Linked DNA regions of Rattus norvegicus: region 2 is linked to region 1. A link is a contact called in public Hi-C data. All regions are on one chromosome and are shown on one strand. Each heading gives the region's core, a stretch centred on a gene start, on an enhancer-like site or on the middle of the called end of the contact. The rest is flanking DNA. Distances are from core to core; before and after follow the strand shown.

Region 1 (3,878 bases), core at 1,265-3,764:
CTTGCTCACTGCAATAGAACTTGTTTTTTTGTTTTGTTTTGTTTTTGAGAAGAGAAAGAAAAGATTCATATGTGAACTATGCCTTCTCTGGCACAACCTTTAATCTTTAATAGTTACTTTAATAAGCATTTACTAAAATACCCAAAGTAAACAGTTTGAGGGAGAAAAGATTCATTCTACCTCAGTTTCAGTGGTTTCAGTTCAGGGTTGGCTGGCTACATTGTTGTAGATCTCTGTGTGGCAGAATGTGGGACACAAGGCTTATGCAGGATGAAGCAAAGACAAGGGAAGGGATAAGAATGCAAGGAGTTAGATATTGATCTTAAAGGTCCATCCGGGACAGAATTAGTAGGATGTGGCCATTGATTGGGTGTGAGGCTAGAGGCCAACAAAGAATCAAGAATTCTTTTCAAGTTTCTGACTGTCTGTGATGCCTTGGAGTAGGCATCTAAATGGCTCTGCGGCCTGAGGTGAGGCCAAGTGCCAAGTGTTGAGTGTGAGGAACCTAGGCATACAGAGCCTAGGAGTACAGAACCTAGGGGTACAGAACCTAGGAGTACAGAACCTAGGGGTACAGAACCTAGGGGTACACAGCCTAGGGGTACAGAACCTAGGGGTACAGAACCTAGGGGTACACAGCCTAGGGGTACAGAACCTAGGGGTACAGAGCCTAGGGGTACAGAGCCTAGGAGTACACAGCCTAGGAGTACAGAACCTAGGGGTACAGAACCTAGCGGTATAGAACCTAGGGGTACAGAACCTAGCCATATAGAACCAGGCAAACAGAACTACTCAGTCTTTACTTGTGTGACAATTCTTCTAACTGCCAGGTTCCTTTGATGATCATCAATAATATAATTAACTCTAGTTTTTAGATAGCGTCTCTTTATCTGTCCCAAACTAACCCCAAACTCACAATCCTCCTGCTGCTGTATAGGCCAAAACCACAGTGTTCATCTTTTATTGACTTTTGAAGTTTCTGGAGTGGGAAAGACAGGCACAGTAGTTAGAGCAGAGGTAGAGATAACCAGGAGACAGCACCTCGGAGCAAGAGTGAGGGAGGCATGTGCACTATTGCTGTCTACTGACAAGAAAGGAGATAGTCCGTGAGGTAGGGAAACCAGAAAGGAGGAATGGCAAAGACCAGGAAGACAGTTTGTCATGATGCCAGTGGCAGGGTCAGCTGCTGCCAGGAGGTAAGGCCTTTGTAGTTTCCATGCCGTGGACCAGGGACAGGCTGCAAGTTCTATGGGTGGTAGGAACGTTCATTGCTATAAAAGTCTGTCAGTGCACACAGAAAAGGGTGGACTGAAGTCAAAGATTTCACTTTTATTTAGTTAAATTAATTAATTAATATTTTGAAAGACTAGTCAAGTGCAGTGGAGAGAATGGGAGAAAGTGTTTCATTTTTATTTTTATTTTTTATTTTTTATTTTTTTTTTGTTCTTTTTTTTTTTTCAGAGCTGGGGACTGAACCCAGGGCCTTGCGCTTGCTAGGCAAGCGCTCTACTACTGAGCTAAATCCCCAACCCCTTTATTTTTATTTTTTAAGGGGAGGATTGGTGAAGCTTATTTTTCTTTTTCTGACCCTTGATATAACTGTCTAAGGGAAAAGCCAAAAAAGATAAAAAGAAACACTTGAGCTTTTAGAATTAAATCTGGCTGTCTCGATTGCCCCATTTGAGAAGTAGTAGGTGTCTATGTTTATTTCTACCAGCTGAGTCCAGTGTTTTTATCCTGGAGGGAAGGGCCTGTGCCCGCTTTCTGACCCTCTAAGTGGTCCTGACCACACTTGCACTCATATTTTCTAGAGGAGCATATTGTAAAGAGAGCTTTGGTGGCTGTTGTTTCGTTATCTCACTGAAATGAGACAGGATCTTGACTGAAAGGAAATGGTATAATTTTCTCAGAGTCTTTAAGTGCCAGCTGTATATGTGCCTCTTAACAACAGCAGAGCACAAGAATTCAGTGGATTTTAGAGATGAAATAGTTCAAAATCTTCTGTTGTATTTTCGTTAGTGCCCCAGTGAGAAATACACAGTACACAGAATAGGACTGAGCTCAATAAAGGGAGAACTTATAGAGTTACTGGGGACGGTTTAAGAAGGGCTTCTTGGTGAAGCTAGAGGCCACATGGTTCTAGGATGTGGAAATAATTCATCAGTAAGCTAAAGCTTTCTGGAGGGAAGCTAGTGCAACACAATGCTCACTGAAGCTAGACTCCAGAGAGTGGATGTTATGAATGGCAGTGGTAGGTGCTAACAAAGCCGGGCGCAGCAAACTACTCAGGGGAAGGGAAGCGTTGGTTTTTCGGATTTCCAGTCTTTCGCCATCCTGCAGTCAATCTTCTCTGAAGCAGGGAAATTAAGAAGCATAAACACATATCTTTGATAAACCCGAAACCACAAAACACAAAGATGGAAAGTGGACAGAGAGCGGCTCATGACTTAGCAGAAGGAAGAAAGGTCAAAGCTAAGTGCCAGGAGAGCAGACATAGACAGAAGCAAGCTGACTCATCCTAGTCTCAAGGATAGAAAGAAAGCAGGGTGGAATGACAGGGTGGTGCAGTGCGCTGCAGTACGGTGTGGTGTGTGGTGTGTGGTGTGTGGTGTGTGGTGTGTGGTGTGTGGTGTGTGGTGTGTGGTGTGTGGTGTGTGGTGTGTGGTGTGGTGTGCGGTTCCTATTTGAAACTAGTTAGAAACTCAAAGCTCTGTTTTACCTGGGGCCATCCCAGCCTATGTGCACCGACCAGTCCCTGGAAAGACACTGGGTACTTTCTGAATTGAACCCCCAAGATAGGCAAGGCTGAAAATGGATTTGGTAACTGGGAAATAACATGCTATTTTGCTTCTGAACAGTGAAGTTTCTAGTTCCTGATGCTCAGGTTGGCTCCGGCACACTGGCAGCCTTGTCATCTCATGCCTTACCAGGAGTACCAGAATGTCCTCGGAGGGAACGTGGTGGGCCCATGATGTGCAGTGTGACCCTGTCACGGTGATTTCCAAAGCTTTGTGTTTTATTGACTCACTCTGAACTATGGTAAGGCATCTGAGGACAATCAGATTTTGGAAGAAAACATCTCAAAGCAGACAGAACAAAAAAGAGAATACAGGGACTAATTGGGCCGACAGTGCTGATAAGAAGGGAGACATTGTGTCCTCAGGCTGATGAGACTACGCTAAACTAAGTGCCTGGTTAAAGACCAGACACCAAGAGCTTTCATATATGGGAAATATAATCGCTAACATAGAAAATTCAATAAGATGATTGGAAAATTATCTGGTAGCATAGGAAAAAAAACCCAGCTAATTAATGAGTGAAAAAAAAGGGAAGTGTGTGAATTGGTTCCAGAAAATTCCATCTATTTAGAAGTAGCAGTGAAAGCAGCCACGAGAAGGAATGCTGTTCCCCGGCCCCTGTGGTCTGGTTGCCCCCAGGGATGAGAGAATCTTCACAGCACACAAAGTAGTGCTATGTGACCTTTCTCCTTAATTTAAAACGATTGACTGAATAAAGATGCCAACAGCCTATAGCTGGGCAGAGAGAGATAGGCTCCTAAATGTATAAAATGTAGTGTTTAAAAAGGGCTCCTGGTATTTGCATAATAAACAAGGAAGGCCAGGCCAAAGCTGCTACTGGGAAGTTTAAACTCGGGAACTAAGAGTGAAGGCTGAGGAGCTGGGGGTTAGAAAGCCAAGACATTATAGGCAAAGAGTGAGGAAGGGAAATGATCCTCAAAATGGGCATCAGACACAGCAGTGCTTTTAAAATGTCAGTGAATTTTAAACTGCCTGTTTAAATGAAATAATCAGTTGTGAGGATAGAATAGCACACTTTAAACCTGTGCACCTGACAGCTGGAGGGATATAACCTCCCCA
Region 2 (3,811 bases), core at 770-3,269, 130 kb after region 1:
CATCCAATTGATTCAATTTAGTTCTCTGTCTCTATTTGGTCTACCTGCACCACCTGGTGGTAGTGTATGTTAAGTGCGACGTGTGTGTGTGTGTGTGTGTGTGTGTGTGTGTACTTGTGTGCATGTGTGTGTGTGTTGCAGGTACATGGAAAAGAGAATTTTAACATATGTTTTCTTAAATACTCATTTAGATTGGTGATACAATGGCTCCATTCTAAATATAAAATACAATTACAATCTTGCTCAGTACAGGATAGGCACAGACTCATTTTGGAAAGCAAAAGGGCTCTCCTATGTCCATTAGCTATTGGCCTTACAATTACTGGATTTATCAGTTATTTTTTTTATGCTATTGCTCTCAGGGAGGCACAAGTCAAACACCAAGGCACAAACCATTTTTCTAAAAGAATGATAGTTTTGCAAAGCATGTGTCCTTTGTTTCTGTGAGTCGTCTGTTGGAATAAATCACAAGATGGGATGCTAAAATGACAGCACAGCACTGGTCTGATTAGGCATGGCCATTGATTTGATACCTGAAGCAGCAGCTGGGCCACAGGGAAGTAAGTGACTGATCCAAGGCCACATTGTTTGTTAGAATCCCAGTCTAATAAGAAACTAAGACTCACACACAATGGTGCACTATCTGAGAAAAGGTATGTTCTTGCCTAGGAATACCTACTCTCAGCCCTGAGCCTGCTGCTCTAGTACTCTGAGTATGAAGGAATATGAACTTACCTCCCCAGTGTATTGTAAAGACCATCTAACTATTGAAAGCCCTTCTATATGTTCTAGGAAATGTTTTTCACAGACTGTACAGCTTCTGTGCTTAAAAGGGCTAACACTTCCCTTTCTCTATGTAAGTGCTTGAGAATCAGAGGTCTGTTTCCACAGAGCGGATGCCCACTTGTGGATTTAAACCAAAGCCGTGTCCATAGCTCCCCCTTATGACCACTCAACGGTACACAAGCCTTCATCTATTCCTGCTGTTTCAGACAACGAACAGCTCACTGGTTAAGCTTTAATTGCTTCCAATGAGGTCAGCAAAGGTATTTATTGAAAATCTCTGAATAAAAGGGTCCACGCACTCACACAAGCGCACGCGCTCACACACGGAGAAAATCCTTTTGCCTGTTGATTTATGGAAACAATTATGATTCTGCTGGAGGACTTCTCAGCTGAGAAATAGTTTGTAGCTACAGTAGAGGCTCAAGTTGCACCAGGCAGACAGCAGACACGGAACTCTTGTGTACCCAGCTGTTCCAAACAGAACAAGTAAGTTACTGTTATTTGTCTTTTAAACAATGCTGAATCTTTTCTGAAAGATTTTCTCTCTCTATGGTTAGAGTACTGAGGGAGGGGTGGCTTTTTAGCTGTGTAAATATCTACAGAAATTGTGCTGTAGTACGTATGGAAAGAGACGCTTGAAGTTCTCCAGGGCAATCCTGACACTTAACTTGAAAAATCTGGGCAGTTTCAGAGAAAATAATTATTAAGCACAAATGTAAAAGCGTATACTCATGGATCCCAAGGAGAGTGTTTCAACTTTGTCGATAGTGGCTGTAAAACTCGATTTAACCCAATAGCTGTAAGTACACGGTGTTTCCTAACAAGATAGCAACTGGAATGAATGGTGCCGTTTTCTTGTGATGTCTCTCCACTAATGCATAGCTCTTCTGACTCTACGTGCAAAGTGGCAAAGATGTTGACATCTTCTGTGGAAGCTGTTTTAAATGAGCTTTCGACATTTGGTCACACTGAGATGTTAGACTATTTACCTACTGAAATTTATACATACATTTCTTTTTTTATCTCCCTTTCTCCTCCCCCTCCCCATTCCTAATCTTTCATTGCGAACAGAAGTCAAGCAGCAAATGCACGGCAGCAACTGGCCTTGTTCCGACCGGTTTCTACAAGGATATACCCATCAACTGTGCTCCTGAAGAAGGAATCCTCTTATTGGCATCAGAAGCTAAAAGATAAGGTTAACAGTTTGGAAAGAGCGAGGACCTTTTCTCAAATCAATCTCCAGTTCACAGACAGGAGGAGGCCCATGACCTAGGAGTAGCGATCAACTCAAGGTCCAGTTCTCATTATGTTATTCATGGACACCCGGGGCACTGCTCTATAATGCGCAAATGGATACTGACACGGATCCTGCCGACTCCGCTCTACAGATCGTGCTTCCACCTCGTCTGTCTTGTGGGCACCATATCTTTAGCTTGCAATGACATGAGTCCAGAGCAGACGGCCACGAGCGTGAACTGTTCTAGCCCCGAGCGACACACGAGAAGTTATGACTACATGGAAGGAGGGGATATAAGGGTGAGGAGACTGTTCTGTCGCACCCAGTGGTACCTGAGGATTGACAAACGAGGCAAAGTGAAAGGGACCCAGGAGATGAGGAACAGCTACAGTAAGTGATGCTTTTACCACAACCCTGCTTAGCTCTTTATGGTTTGTTTAAGGTTCACTCTCTGGTGCCATGTTCTCCTTTCCGATGGGGGCAAAAACCAGTGTAAAATATCAAGTCCTAATTTTTCTACCTCGGGATTTCTGCACTAAATCCCTAAAATTTCTCTGGTAATAGGGCAAGTGTACTCACCTTATGGTTGGAACTGATAGCACGAGCCAGTTAGAAAATATACTATGGTTTAAAACCAAAATACTCTTTAGTAAGAAAACATTTCAGTGAGTAAGTACTCAAGAGGACGTGTGATTGTTTTCTTAGCAAAGCTCAGTGGCAGTTTGCATAGAGTTCTCAGAAGGTTCAGGAAACTACCAGCCATTAGTTGAGGAGCAGAGGATGTATCTGTCTTTATCAGTTGAGTTGCCTTTGAAAGGGCTCTTCCATGGTACTAACCGGTTAAGAATCTGCATTCTGAGCATCGACAATTGTGTGCTTCTAAAACAGAAGGGAGTCGGTAATGCCTCAACCATCTTTGGTCTAGTGATTTGTACTCCTTAACTCCCCACCCAGGAGGGACCGGATCTTCCTAACGGTTTCTTTATCAAGGGTCTCTGTCGTGCAGGTCTCTGTTGCTAATTTAAGAGGGACATAACTCTGAGGACTGTGAGCTGAATTGGAAGACAGGTTGTGTCTGAGATTTTCACCTGGAGCACTCCCCTTTCCCCTCAAAATCCACTTGCTCTTTTACCTTAAAACATCAGGGCTTGGATTTTCATTTAGGTTACATTTAGTTACCAATCTTAGTAGTATTAAATTAAATGACATAGAGCACACACTCAACATTTACCTTAGGTATTTAAAACCCACACATGGAAATGGGTTTGCTGGCATTAATATCGTGTGGGTGGCGTTGACACTGTTTGCTGTATTGATAGCATATGTGCCAGTATAGGTGGAGAAGGATGCATGGAGACAATAGTGTAGCTGGGTGTCTGTGTCAGGGACACCCCAAGTTGTCCTTATCTGTTCCTGAAGTACCTTTTTGTCTCTAAACTCATTGACCAGTAAATAAGAGTTTGATGACTCTGTTTCCAAAATGACAATGAGGGACCTTCGTTTCAGCCATAGCTCATACCAACTGAGTAAAGAAACATGCTTGCTCTGGAGGACTGATTCCAGGGGGTTCAGCTCAACAAATGGCCACTGGAGGAGGATTTGCTGATAGCCACGTCTATGTGGCCTTTTCATTTGACTTGAAAATCAGGGAGCCTTATCATGGGTAATAGAATCTGGCAGAAGGTCAGAGTTCAAGAGGGCGGTTCCAGCATGCATCCTATTCCTGTCAATGACTTTGGGGGCACTTCCTTAGTGTTCCCAATCTTCAACTTGCAAACATGGATGGAT

The links. A called contact is a pair of places that touch in the nucleus more often than the background predicts.
Region 2: a Hi-C map of the A7r5 cell line shows a contact between it and region 1, with 6 times the contacts expected there. The contact joins the promoter of Fgf7 here to the enhancer-like site in region 1. A contact is called at or near these places in 12 of 12 Hi-C or Micro-C datasets (the A7r5 cell line, the Rat2 cell line, Schwann cells and 7 more).

Annotation. Positions count from the first base shown.
Region 1 is chr3:133,607,372-133,611,249 of GRCr8, forward strand. All of the region lies in intron 5 of Galk2 (galactokinase 2), which reads left to right. Among named protein-coding and RNA genes, the nearest start is that of Galk2, 38 kb to the left of the region's middle. Within about 2 kb of position 2,515, at least 8 of the 93 cell types and tissues checked have an H3K27ac peak or open chromatin away from gene starts, as enhancers often do.
Region 2 is chr3:133,733,608-133,737,418 of GRCr8, forward strand. It overlaps Fgf7 (fibroblast growth factor 7), which reads left to right and starts at 2,020. Exons shown (of 3, transcript NM_022182.1): 1 at 2,020-2,413. The coding sequence starts at 2,128. The region is part of intron 11 of Fam227b (family with sequence similarity 227, member B); the gene reads right to left.